Regions from separate parts of the Ovis aries genome. Here region 2 is linked to region 1. Evidence: chromatin contacts called from public Hi-C data. All regions are on one chromosome and are shown on one strand. Each heading gives the region's core, a stretch centred on a gene start, on an enhancer-like site or on the middle of the called end of the contact. The rest is flanking DNA. Distances are from core to core; before and after follow the strand shown. Region 1 overlaps STK10 (serine/threonine kinase 10). Region 2 overlaps STK10 (serine/threonine kinase 10).

What was found. Hi-C and Micro-C count contacts between places; a contact is called where the count stands out from the background.
Region 2: a contact with region 1 is called in a Hi-C map of liver, with 1.7 times the contacts expected there. The contact joins two enhancer-like sites. A contact is called at or near these places in 3 of 16 Hi-C or Micro-C datasets (liver, mixed tissues and muscle).

Annotation. Positions count from the first base shown.
Region 1 is chr16:4,018,235-4,024,134 of ARS-UI_Ramb_v3.0, reverse strand. STK10 (serine/threonine kinase 10) reads left to right here. Exons shown (of 19, transcript XM_015101234.3): 16 at 620-808; 17 at 1,302-1,427; 18 at 4,026-4,139. It overlaps LOC105602450 (a long non-coding RNA gene), which reads right to left. Exons shown (of 3, transcript XR_009596741.1): 3 at 3,061-5,900. Among named protein-coding and RNA genes, the nearest start is that of FBXW11, 44 kb to the right of the region's middle. Within about 2 kb of position 2,329, at least 11 of the 54 cell types and tissues checked have an H3K27ac peak or open chromatin away from gene starts, as enhancers often do. A contact at or near this core is called in liver, where this site is marked.
Region 2 is chr16:4,065,943-4,071,659 of ARS-UI_Ramb_v3.0, reverse strand. All of the region lies in intron 4 of STK10 (serine/threonine kinase 10), which reads left to right. Among named protein-coding and RNA genes, the nearest start is that of STK10, 74 kb to the left of the region's middle. Within about 2 kb of position 3,264, at least 9 of the 54 cell types and tissues checked have an H3K27ac peak or open chromatin away from gene starts, as enhancers often do. A contact at or near this core is called in liver, where this site is marked.

The DNA.
Region 1 (5,900 bases), core at 1,080-3,579:
CTTAAATACTGCTTCTGCCAGGAAGCTTTCCCTAACCTCCCCAGCCCAGAGAAGGGCCCCTTCTGTGTGGCTAGAGCACTCTACTTCTGTGCAGTTGTCTTGGTTCAGTCCCTTTAGTGGGGGCAGAGACAGGTTGAACTGAGATCTGGTGTGGGTTATTACAACTCCTAACCTAAGTACAGTGTTGGAAGTCAGCCCAAGGCTGTGGCAGTTTGGAATAAACATGCCCTACCTGGCTAGAAAGTCAGGGGAGGCTTCTTAGAAGAAGTGATGCCTGTGCTAAGTTTTGAAATACAAGTGTTAGGTGAAGGAAAATATTCAAATTTATCAAGACTTTAAAAAATATGAATTGACACCTATCAATAATGAGGAACCATCCCATTAATGTACATTTTGCTCTGAGATAATAGCTCAGGATAGCATGCTACCAATTGGTTAAATGAGAAGGCATTCAGAAGGTAAGACTCTAAAACATTATTGATGGTAATGCGAGCCTTGTTCTGAGCATTCTGAACCACGCGGGTCCTGGGCTCCTGAGTGGCGCGTGGCAGCCCTGACCTCTGATTTCACCTGTGTGTGTGAAGCAGCTGACCTTGTCCCCTCTGGGTGTCCCTCTCAGGAGCGCGAGCAGATGCAGCGCTACAACCAGCGCATGATTGAGCAGCTGAAGGTGCGGCAGCAGCAGGAGAAGGCGCGGCTGCCCAAGATTCAGAGAAGTGAGGGCAAGACGCGCATGGCCATGTACAAGAAGAGCCTCCACATCAACGGAGGGGGCAGCGCCGCTGAGCAGCGCGAGAAGATCAAGCAGGTCGGGGGCCTGGGGTGTCATGGAGTGGGGCCCGACCCAGGTGTGGTGGGGCCTGAATCTTACACATTCAGGGGAGTGTGAGATGGAGCAGAGTCTTGGAAAGAGGAGTGGAATGGAAGCCTCACGCTGACGCCCTCTGGTGGACAGGAAGGAGGCTTGGCGCTGCTTTCTGATGCACGCTCCCTGCCACACTCCTGGGCTTCCGTCCTGCAGCTGCTTCCACCTTTTCATCTACTGAGACCCCCACTCACAAGTCACCCAGGGGGCTCGGGCACATGGAGTCGGTGACCCTGGACTCCTGTGATTCCTGCCTCCTCCACACACTGTCCTAGCGCGTCTCAGTGTCCCCGCCAGTCTGTGGGCTCCTTGAAGGCGGGGCTGGGAGGACTTTGCACAGGGACCCTGCCTGAGTGGCGCAGGACACTGCCTGTGTACACTCTGGCCCCTTGGGGCGTCTCCCTGAGGGAGGGACCTCGCTTGTTCTCGGTTGCAGTTCTCCCAGCAGGAAGAGAAGAGGCAGAAGGCAGAGCGGCTGCAGCAGCAGCAGAAACATGAGAACCAGATGCGGGACATGCTGGCCCAGTGTGAGAGCAACATGAGTGAGCTGCAGCAGCTGCAGGTACCGCCCCCTGCCCCGCCGTGCTCGCCCCCATCTCCCCGGGGGCACGCAGTTCTCTGGGGGTCTTGGGACCCGACAGACAGGGGAGCTCCAGGTGGAGCTGTCTCCATCCTGCTGTTCTCTGTGATGTCGGTCACATCATGTCCCCCTCCCGTGCCATAGTTTCCACATCTCTAAAATAGGTGTGGGGCAAGGGTGATGACTCCTATTTGTAGAACTGGAGTGAGGCTTTGTGAATGAGATGGCAGAGCTGAGCCAAGAGCGCTATGCCCAGGGCCTGGCAGTGGGCATGATGCTGGCCTGCTTGGTCATCCCTGTGTCTTTGGAAAAGGTGTTCCAATAACCCTAATACCAAAACCAGACATTACAAGGAGGAAAACTACAGATCAGTATCTCTCATGAGCACAGATGCACAAATCCCCGATGAAATGTTAGCAAACAGAATTTAAAAATACATAAAATGAAGTATATACCATGACCAGGTGGGATTTACCCCCCAGGGTTGGTGCAGTATACAAAAATGAGTTAATGTAATCCATGACATCAGCAGGCTAAAGAAGAAAAATCACATGTTCATATCATCAGTAGATACAGAAAACGCATTTGACAGAGGCTGACACCTGCTTATGTTAATTAGCAGAAGGGAACTTCCTTAACTTGATAAAGAGTATCTACAGAAACCTACAGCTACCATTATTCTTGATGGTAAGAAGCTCAAAATTTTCCCATAAAGTCAGGAAAAGGAATCCCGATATTGCCAAGCTGGTGTGACCCCCTTCCCTGGGGAGATCCTTGACCTCTTTAAGTTTCTCAAATCCCAATCGAGTTTGCCTCACCCTAAGGGCCCTTGCCGAGGAGTTGGTAGTTGGAGCCCCCTTGTGGTGGAGCGAAGCATTGCTCTACCTGACATGCACTGACGCTCGCGTCTGTGACCTCAGGAAACTCTCGAGGCTGTGAGATCCACCCGGCAATTTCTCGAAGGGCAGAGGGCTGTGGAGGAAACACCGCAGGTGTTGAAGCCTGGCAGGCAGGGGCTCTGCTGCTTGTTGCTGTGTGAGCTTTAGCCAGCCCACTCACCTTCTGTATTTATGTTCCCACCCCTGCCTCATGGGGTTACTGTGAGGACCAACTGAGAGAAGCTGTAGAGAGCTCGCAGCCAGCTCTGGGCAGGCCGGAAGTTCTCAAGGCGGCCATGAGTATTGTTCCCAACCAAGGCGGTTTCTAAATTCCTAGAACCCTTGAGCTTGAAACCCCAGGTAAAAGTCCCCCAAGCAGTTCTACTCCCCCAGTCCAGGACGGTGGAGGTGTCTGGATAAAGGCGCTTTCCCCCTGCTTTATAAACGCACGATAAGCTGCAGGAGTGATTCTCTGTGAGGAACCAACAGGGAACTGTCCCTGCTGTCCCTGCGGGAGGCTCCAGGTTCAGTTTTGTGAGGCAGATAACTTGCCTCATAGAGAGAGCAGTGATGTTGGCAAGCCTCAGGCAGGTCCACGGCCCTTATCCCTTGTCACAGATCTCTCCTGGAGGGATGGTATGTGACACAGAAAATTATATAACTTACATAGATACAAAATGTTTATACATACAGATTATCTCATCTCACGCTGCCATAACAAAACACCAGAGACCGGCTGGCTTAAACAACAGGAGTTTATTTTCTGACAGTTTTGGAGCCTGGGAACCAGAGATCAGCCTTGCCAGCATGGTTGGGTTCCAGGGGAGTGGATGCCTTCTTGCTGTGTCCTCACGTGGCAGAGAGACAGGAGAGAGAAGGGGGGAGAGAGGAGAGGGGAACGGAGGGATGGAGACAGGGACGGAGCACTCTAGCATGTGAGCTCCCTGGTTTCTTCCTGACTCACCCCGGCGTGAGGGCCCAATCCTCCTGGTCTCACTAAACTCCTTCTCTCCCAAAGGCCCCATATCTCCAAATACCATCACACTGGACATTACAGATTCAACATAATGAATTTTAGGGAGAAACAATTCAGTATACAGCACAGATGTTTAAGAAAATGCTATTTGTAACAGTGAAGATTAAGAGCAACCCAAGCTGGCCAAAAATACGGAAATGTTTAAATTAGATAAAGCCATACCGTAAGATACTCCGTAGGAATTAAACATCATGATTATAAAAAATGTTAATTCTTTGTAGAACTGTTTACATTATAATGTAAACAGGAAGGCAGGTTTCAGAATTTTATATACAGGGTGGGCCAAACAACACACAGGACAGAGCCTGACAGGAAATATATCTAAAATCCTGTAGTGTTTGCCTCTGTGTGGTACAATTAGGGCACATATTTACTGTTAATGGTTTTATTGTTTTGTTAAAACAACATCTGTTCATGTTGAAAAATTCAAACAATGCAGGAAGCACAAAGAAAGCTGCGAAACTGCTAGAGGTCCTATTACACAATGAAACCTATTAATGGTAATATTCTGGAGTATTCTTCCAGGCTCCTTTTGGTGCATCTGTATTCATCTGTGTAGAGTTTTGTATAAGTGGGGCTTATAATCAAGAAGACCTAAGTGCACGATGCTGGTGCCTCATGGTGTGTCTTAGCCCTCTTACCTGTCCTGCCTGGAATATGTTCCAGAATGAAAAGTGTCACCTCCTGATAGAGCACGAAGCCCAGAAGCTGAAGGCCCTGGACGAGAGCCATAACCAGAACCTGAAGGAATGGCGGGACAAGCTCCGGCCGCGCAAAAAGGTAGCCGAGTCTGGGCCGGCGGGCCTGTGGAGGGCTCTGCTTCACTGGACCACCGGTGTCTGCCTAGGATGCGGGTGGAGATACAGATATGGATGAGATACAGACTTGAGGGTTTATTTTAAGGAACTGGCTCACCTGATGGTTGGGGCGGGTCAGTCTGAAACCTGCTGGGCAGACTGCAGGCTGGGGAGCCAGAGAGAGTTGATGTTGTGGTCCTGAGCACCAGGGCAGTCCAGAGGTGTAGTCCTCTCCACAGTGGGGCTTCAGGCTTGCCTCTTAAGGCCTGCAGCTGACTGACTGAGGCCCACCCATATTATGGCAGGTAAGCTGCTCTATTCAGAGTCTACTGAGTTACCTGTTAATCACATCTAAAAAATTCCTTCACAGTGCCACCTGGACTGGTGTTTGACCAAACAGCTGGTTACTGTGGCTTTGCCAGGTTGACAGATAAATTAATTGCTACAGGGCCTCAGTGTGGTTATCTGTAAAGTGAAAATATGAATATCATACAGTGTTACGTGGAAAGTCCCTAGGCCACAGTACAGGCCAGGGACAGACTCATTTCCTTCTGTCCTAAACTCTCTGAGGATGAAGCTGCCCTAACTGTCCTTGATTCTCTGTCCTTAAGCCCTGAGGTCTGTTCTGTGGTCATCTTCAGCTCTACCTGCTCTAACTGAGGTCTGGCCAGGAGGCGGCTGCCCACCTCTGCCTGAGTGGCCTTGGAAGTCCTTGAGTTGAGGCCTCCCTCCCTGTGCTAATGGAGATTTCTGGCTGGAAGCTGGCCAAGGCCCCAGACCTTCCGATTAAAAGGTCCACACTTACTTGTAACCACACATGGTCTGCTGGGACTTGTGATACTTGACACTCAAATCAATAATACTGCTGACATAGGTTCCCTCTGGCATCAGAAGTAAATGCCTGGTACTCTTACCCAGCGGTTCTGTATGCTTTGCACATCCTGAGAGAATCTGAAAGTGAACGGTGACATTGCCTCCAGCAACTGCATCAGTTCCCAGACTGCTTGGGGGGTGAGGGGGGGTGCCTGGATTTAGGGAGGTATTCCAAGTGTGTGTTTGGTGAGCTGGTATTGGATTTTGCTGGTGGAGGCTGCCTCTTTTCCTGAATTCTTTGTAGATGCATTCTCTCCTTTAACCTTCTTCTTTTTTTTTTTTTTCATTTACCTGGGTTGCTGGTGGGACACTGACCCGGAGGTGATGATTTTCATTCTAGAATAAATGTTTGTTACACTCTTGGATTTCCAGCAGCAGCTTTGAGCTGTGGCCCATGTTGGGGGAGCCAGGGGAGATGATGGTACCTTGTGGAGTATTTTTAGAAAAATTCAAATTTTTTTATTTCAGTAAGCATAGAATGTCTGGTGAATTCAATAAGGTGTTGCTTGGGTCATAGTTAACATCAAATGTGGCCTCAGACAAGCCTTTCCTCCTGAACCTTGCTTTTGACCCCTATAAGATGAAGATAACATTTCTTCCCTTAAAACAGGTGTTTTAAGGCCTGTTCCCATGGGCCAAATGTGGCCCACCACCTGCATTTGTAAATAAAGGTTTACTGGAGCACAGCCATGCACATACATTTACATATCATCTATGGCTGATTTTATACTACAACAGTGGTTGAGCAGTCTTACCAGAGACTTTAGTGTCTGCAAAGCTGGAATATTCATGGTCTGGCCCTTTACAGAAGGATTGCTGACGGCCCTGGGTGACATAGAGGACATAGAGGTTGTATAGGGGTAAAAGAGAG
Region 2 (5,717 bases), core at 2,015-4,514, 47 kb before region 1:
CTGTGTGTGCACAGAGTGTGATATGCAATGCATTTATACTGTTATGTAGTTTTCTGATTATAAAAGCTATGTGTGCTGTTTACACATGTATAGAAAGATACGTACAGTGCTTTTCACTGCAGCAATATCAGTAACAGCAAGAAATCAGACATGGTCCAGTTTACTCCGGTAGAGGATTACTTGAGTAAGTTATGGTATGTCATACAGTAGAATCTTTTTCAGTTATAGAAAATGAAGTTGTAGAAAATGATAGTCTTTTGTTAAGATGTATGTACATACTGTGAAAGGGAAAAAACAAGTTGTAAAATAGTATGTTTAATCCGATTTTGTTCTTTTAAAAGCAGCAAATACCTGAACATTTTATATATGTCTATATATGTGCTTACTCAGTTGTGTACGACTCTCTGCGACCCCAAGGACTGCAGCCCACCAGGCTCCTCTGTCCATGGGATTCTCCAGGCAAGAATACTGGAGCGGGTTGCCATTTCCTTCTCCAATGTGTGTGTATATATACATACACATATATGTAAGGGCTTCCCTGGTAGCTCAGTGGGATGCAGGAGACCCAGGTCCAATCCCTGAGTTGGGAAGATCCTCTGGAGGAGGGCATGGCAACCCACTCTAGTATTCTTGCCTGGAGAATTCCATGAACAGAGGAGCCTGGTGGGCTACAGTCCATAGGACTGCAAAGAGTCAGACAGGACTGAAGCGACTATACAGCAGCGTGTGTGTGTGCGTGTGTGCGTGTGTGTGCATGTGTGTGTGTACACACACACACACATAATTTTTTATGATTTTATTTACATACGTGATTTTTATTTATATCAATAAGTCTAGAGCTAGATGCAACAATTTCGTGAGTGTTTATCACTGCCAGGATTATGGACATTTTTTATTCTGTAAATGTCTGAATCTTTGATAGTCAACCTTGCCCTGGTAATAAGTAAATATATTTATGAATGACTATATGACTCGATGGACGTGAGTCTGAGTGAACCCCGGGAGCTGGTGATGGACAGGGAGGCCTGGCGTGCTGCGATTCATGGGGTCACAAAGCGTCGGACACGACTGAGCGACTGAACTGAACTAAACTGATGTAGGTAGATACAGTCCTATAGCCAATTAGGAATAAGACCCACAAAGAAGGAAATTAAAGTCCCTTCTGATCTTGCCGGAATGTGCGACTGTCAGCTTCCTTCCGTCTTTTTTCTGTGCTCAGAAAGGTGGGACCGGAGAGTGGTAAGGGACACAGACTCAGTGACACATCTGTCCTTAAGCTGGGCGGCCATCCGCCAGTTACTGAATCTCTCTAAACTTCATTGTCCTCACCTGTAAAATGAGGATGATAATTTCCCCTGCCCCAAAGGGTCACAGATACAGATGATAAATATATAGTAACATATATGCTGATAAATGATAAGGTAAGAGCAAGGTAAATGATACGCATAAGCCTCTTTGGCTAGTGCTGCACACCCAGTAAGTTGTCAGTAAATAGTAGTTTTTATTAGATCAACAGGTAGTTTTTTTTTTTTAAGTGTGATCATGGTATATATACATATGTATATAATATATATTTTCCAGTCAGCTTTTTAAAAAAATTGAATAATGTCAGATAACCCCTCAAATCGTTAGATATTCCTTAGAAAGATGGTTACTTCACGTTTTTCTTTCATCCCATTGCTGTGCAAACCATGATTAACTTATGAATCCCCCAAAGTTGGCTATTCAGGCATCCCGTGAGGTTTCTCGCACGACCCTGAGCAGTGTGGTGATGGGCGTGCCTGTGTACGTGTCTGTGACTCTCAGGCTGTAAGCGCACCGCTTAGAGGGCTGCTCAGAAGCAGGGCTGTTGGGTGTGTGCAGTGTGTCAGGCGGTGTTGATACCTGAGGCCAGAGTGCCCTTCATGCTGGATGCGCCAGTTCACACCCCCAGCAGAGTGTGAAGTTCTTTCACCGCATCCTGGCCCCCACTGGGTTTTACTTAAAAACAAAAACAAGCCCCCCCAACTTACCACATGTATTTCAGCTTTTCCAACCATAAAAGCAATGCATACTGTCTATGAAGTGTACACAGTAAAAAATGTGAGGCCGCCCCAGTACACTGCCCCCACCAAAGTCCCACTTCCGGGCAGGTGGTCACGACTAGGTTTGATGGCCTCCAGTCCGTTTTCCGTGTTTATGGACGTCTGTGTGTTCACAGTGTGCACGCGCCGTTCTTCTTAAGATGTAACTGGAATCCACACTGTCCACTTCACACTGTGCATTGGGCTGTCGGCACCATGGAGGGAATAGCATGTTATGGACCAGCTTCCAAAGTAGCACAAAGGCACGCTCATCCTTTTTACGAACTGTGTGATTTCATGGTCTGCTGCTGCTGCTGCTAAGTCACTTCAGTCGTGTCCGACTCTGTGCAGCCCCATAGACGGCAGCCCACCAGGCTCCCCCATCCCTGGGACTCTCCAGGCAAGAACACTGGAGTGGGTTGCCATTTCCTTCTTCAGTGAATGAAAGTGAAAAGTGAAAGTGAAGTCGCTTAGTCATGTCCGACTCTGTGTGACCCCATGGACTGCAGCCCACCAGGCTCCTCCGCCCGTGGTCTGAGAGCCTCGATTTCCCGAACTATCCGCCAGTCAGGTTTCAGCAGCAGCTCGGGTCATTTCCAGTGTCTCGCTCTTTTGAATAATGCTTTCGAAGCTTCCATGTGTATTTGAAGTCTGGTTTGGGAGTTTACTTCCAGAAGTAGAGTTGTCGTCAAACGTGTTTCTTTTTCCGTTGTTTTTGGCTGCAGCATACAGGGAGCATGGAGTCTTCACCCCTGGACTGGTGGGGAAGGCCCGAAAACACATGTCTTAAGGCCCAGTTTTGTCGTTTTTTTTTCTGTTTCTTCATTTACCTTGTTGTTCATTTGATAGCCCTGTTGAGTGTTTCGCGTGGCAGATGTGGCATCAGGTACAGCTGTGGACAAAGCAGAAATGGCCTCTTTCCTTATGGAAGTGATAGTTTATAGAGTCCCCACGTGCCTGCTGCTTTGTCTCTGATTCTGGTTTTAAAATAGGAGAAGGGGAGAGAGGAATGTTTTCAACCACAGAGACTGCCTGGTGAAAATCCCCTTTGAACTGTTCGAGGGCAGCTGTCTACCTGTCAGGGGACATGGCTTATAAATTCCATTCAGGGAGCAAACAGATGGGGCCACCCCTACCCCTGCCTTGGCTCAGGGACAGCCCGAGGTTCCTGGGCTTCAGGGAGGGGCCGCCCCCGCCCCGGCTGGGCCCCAGAAGGGGAAGTAGCAACCACCCAAGAAGCTGGCAGGCGCTTGTTTTAGGGAGGACCCTGGGGACCAACTGTGTGTCATTTTGAAAGTCAGTGGTTTCTGCTTTTCCACCCCCTTCTTTGGAAGGGACCAGTGGGTGCTGAGATATGGGAGTGGCCAGCTCCAGTGTCCCTCCTGGAAGCCTCACCCTGGGTCTGAGAGGCAGTCCCTCTTCCCCAAAGGTGTCCTGGGATGGCATGTCAGCCGTTGTTGGTGTTTATATGCGGAGCCAGGCCCACGTGGGTGCCTGTCCTCACCCCTGAGTCCAGAGGGGTGGTGACGTGTCCAGGCCAACAGGGCAGAGCTGGCCCTTCACCTCGGTTTCCTGGGTTTTGCATCTCACCCTGTAGCTGCTGCTGCTCCCACCCTGAAAAGCAGCAGCTCTCCAGCCCCAGTAGCCAGCCTGTCCCGTGAGCACTTCCCTCAGCTGACCGAGTAGCTCTTGTCCGGTTAGCGCTAACTAAGGCTCAGAGGCCAGCAGTCCTGACCATTCCCAGGAGGAGGTCTCAGTATAGCCTTGGCCTCATCCCCGCCTCAGACTCTCGGGAGTACAGCTCAAGTACCCCATGGAATACATTATGGAGCACTTACCGCGAGCTGGGCTTGGAGCTGAGTGCCTTAGGTGAGCCGTTTCATCCTCACGGCAGCCCTGCAAAGTGAGGGCTACAGTCTTGCCCTGTGTCACTGGTGGGGGGGACACGGAGGCTCAGAGGCTTGGTAACTGTCCCGGCCCCTGCCTGTCTCTCCCCTTATCTAAGACCACCCCTTCCAAACATGCTGCTCTGCCCCTCCTGGGCCCTCCAGCCAGCTTGTTTCCTCTGCCTGGAAATATGGTCCCCTAGCCCTTGACCTCCTGTCTAAACTAGCCGCACACTCACCAGTCCTGTCTCTGCCTTATCCCTGCATGGCCCTTCTCATTGCCAGGAGTCCCCTGGTGTGGAGGGCCTGTTTCCACCACTAGAGAAACAGGCCAGTGAGGGTGAAGGTTTTGTTTCCTCTCTGTGCCTAGAACAGTGCCTGGCACATAATAGATGTTCAGTTAGTATTTGTTGAATGAATGAATTGCCTGGAAATGAAAAAAATTTTTATGAATTTGAGTTTTTATTTGTGTGTTTCACTGTAGCGCTGTGACAACAGTGACATCTGTATACCAGAGCGCACACATCAACAGTAAGATGTAACGTCTCATGGCAGCACTGCTGGAATGTTCCGCTTTTTGTAGGACGCGTAAGCGTGTAAGATGGCCAGACCGAATAGTTTTCTGGCTTCTTCCTTAGCTGGACTTCCCCCAGGCCCCCCCTTCCTTGTCTCTTGAGCCCCGCACCCCCGTCTCCCCATCACGTCACACGATTGTGAACAGACACAGCTGGTGTTCATGGGATGGCTGGCTGCCTCCACCACTGAAGTTCGAGTTGCCAGAGGGCACGGACTTGGTTTGCTTTCTCCCCGCTGTATTCTCTGCTCCAGCTCGCGGGTGGTTCCAGATGGAACTTAAATGCACAGGTGAAAGAACCCAGCGACACAGAAGGGGCGAAACTGGAGCCCCGTGCTCTAGGGTTCAGGCCTGTCGCTCCACGCCGTGCCCGCTCCTGGTTTGAAATTGTGAGTCTGAGTGAAACGGCCGAGCATGGCCTCCAGACCCAGGTGGTGGCTCTCAGGGCAGCTGGCTGTTGCCACTCCAGTGGTCTCTCAGTGTCTTGCTTCCTCCCGAGTTCAGCTTTTAATCGAGGTGGAACTTGGCACCGGAAGGCTGGAGCACTGGAGAAAGTTCCTCTTTGTGGTGCTGGCCTCTCCCCTTAGCAATGGGTGGTGGTGATGGATGTGTGTAAAGAGAAATTGTATTAATTTATTTTGTTAGTCCTGAAAGTCAAATGCTTTCGTCATGGCAAACTTCAGAAAAGTGGGAGAAACCTTGTCTCTCTGTCCATGGACAACCGTTTAAGCAAGCTAGTACATCTCCTCCAGTAATTCAGGCTGCAGCTCTGCTCTTTTGCGGGGAGGTAGGGCCTAATTCCAACCATGCAGTATATTCAGATAAGGATCCTCTCCCTTCCCTGTTGAGCCTATATAAATAACCAATAAAATAGTTTCCTATTCTATTAAACATTGAATATTTCAATATTTGTTGTTTTAGACTTCCCGGGTGGCACTGGTGGTAAAGAGCCTGCCTGCCGATGCAGGAGACAGAAGAAGTGTGGGTTTGATCCCTGGGTTGGGAAGATCCCCTGGAGGAGGGCATGGCAACCCACTCCAGTATTCTTGCCTAGAGAACCCCATGGACAGAGGAGCCTGGCAGGTTATAGTCCACAGAGTCACACAGAGTTGGACACTATTGAAGCAACTTAGCACACATGGTGTTTTAAAATTTTATTTTCCCTACATTTTTATTCAGATATAACTGACATTC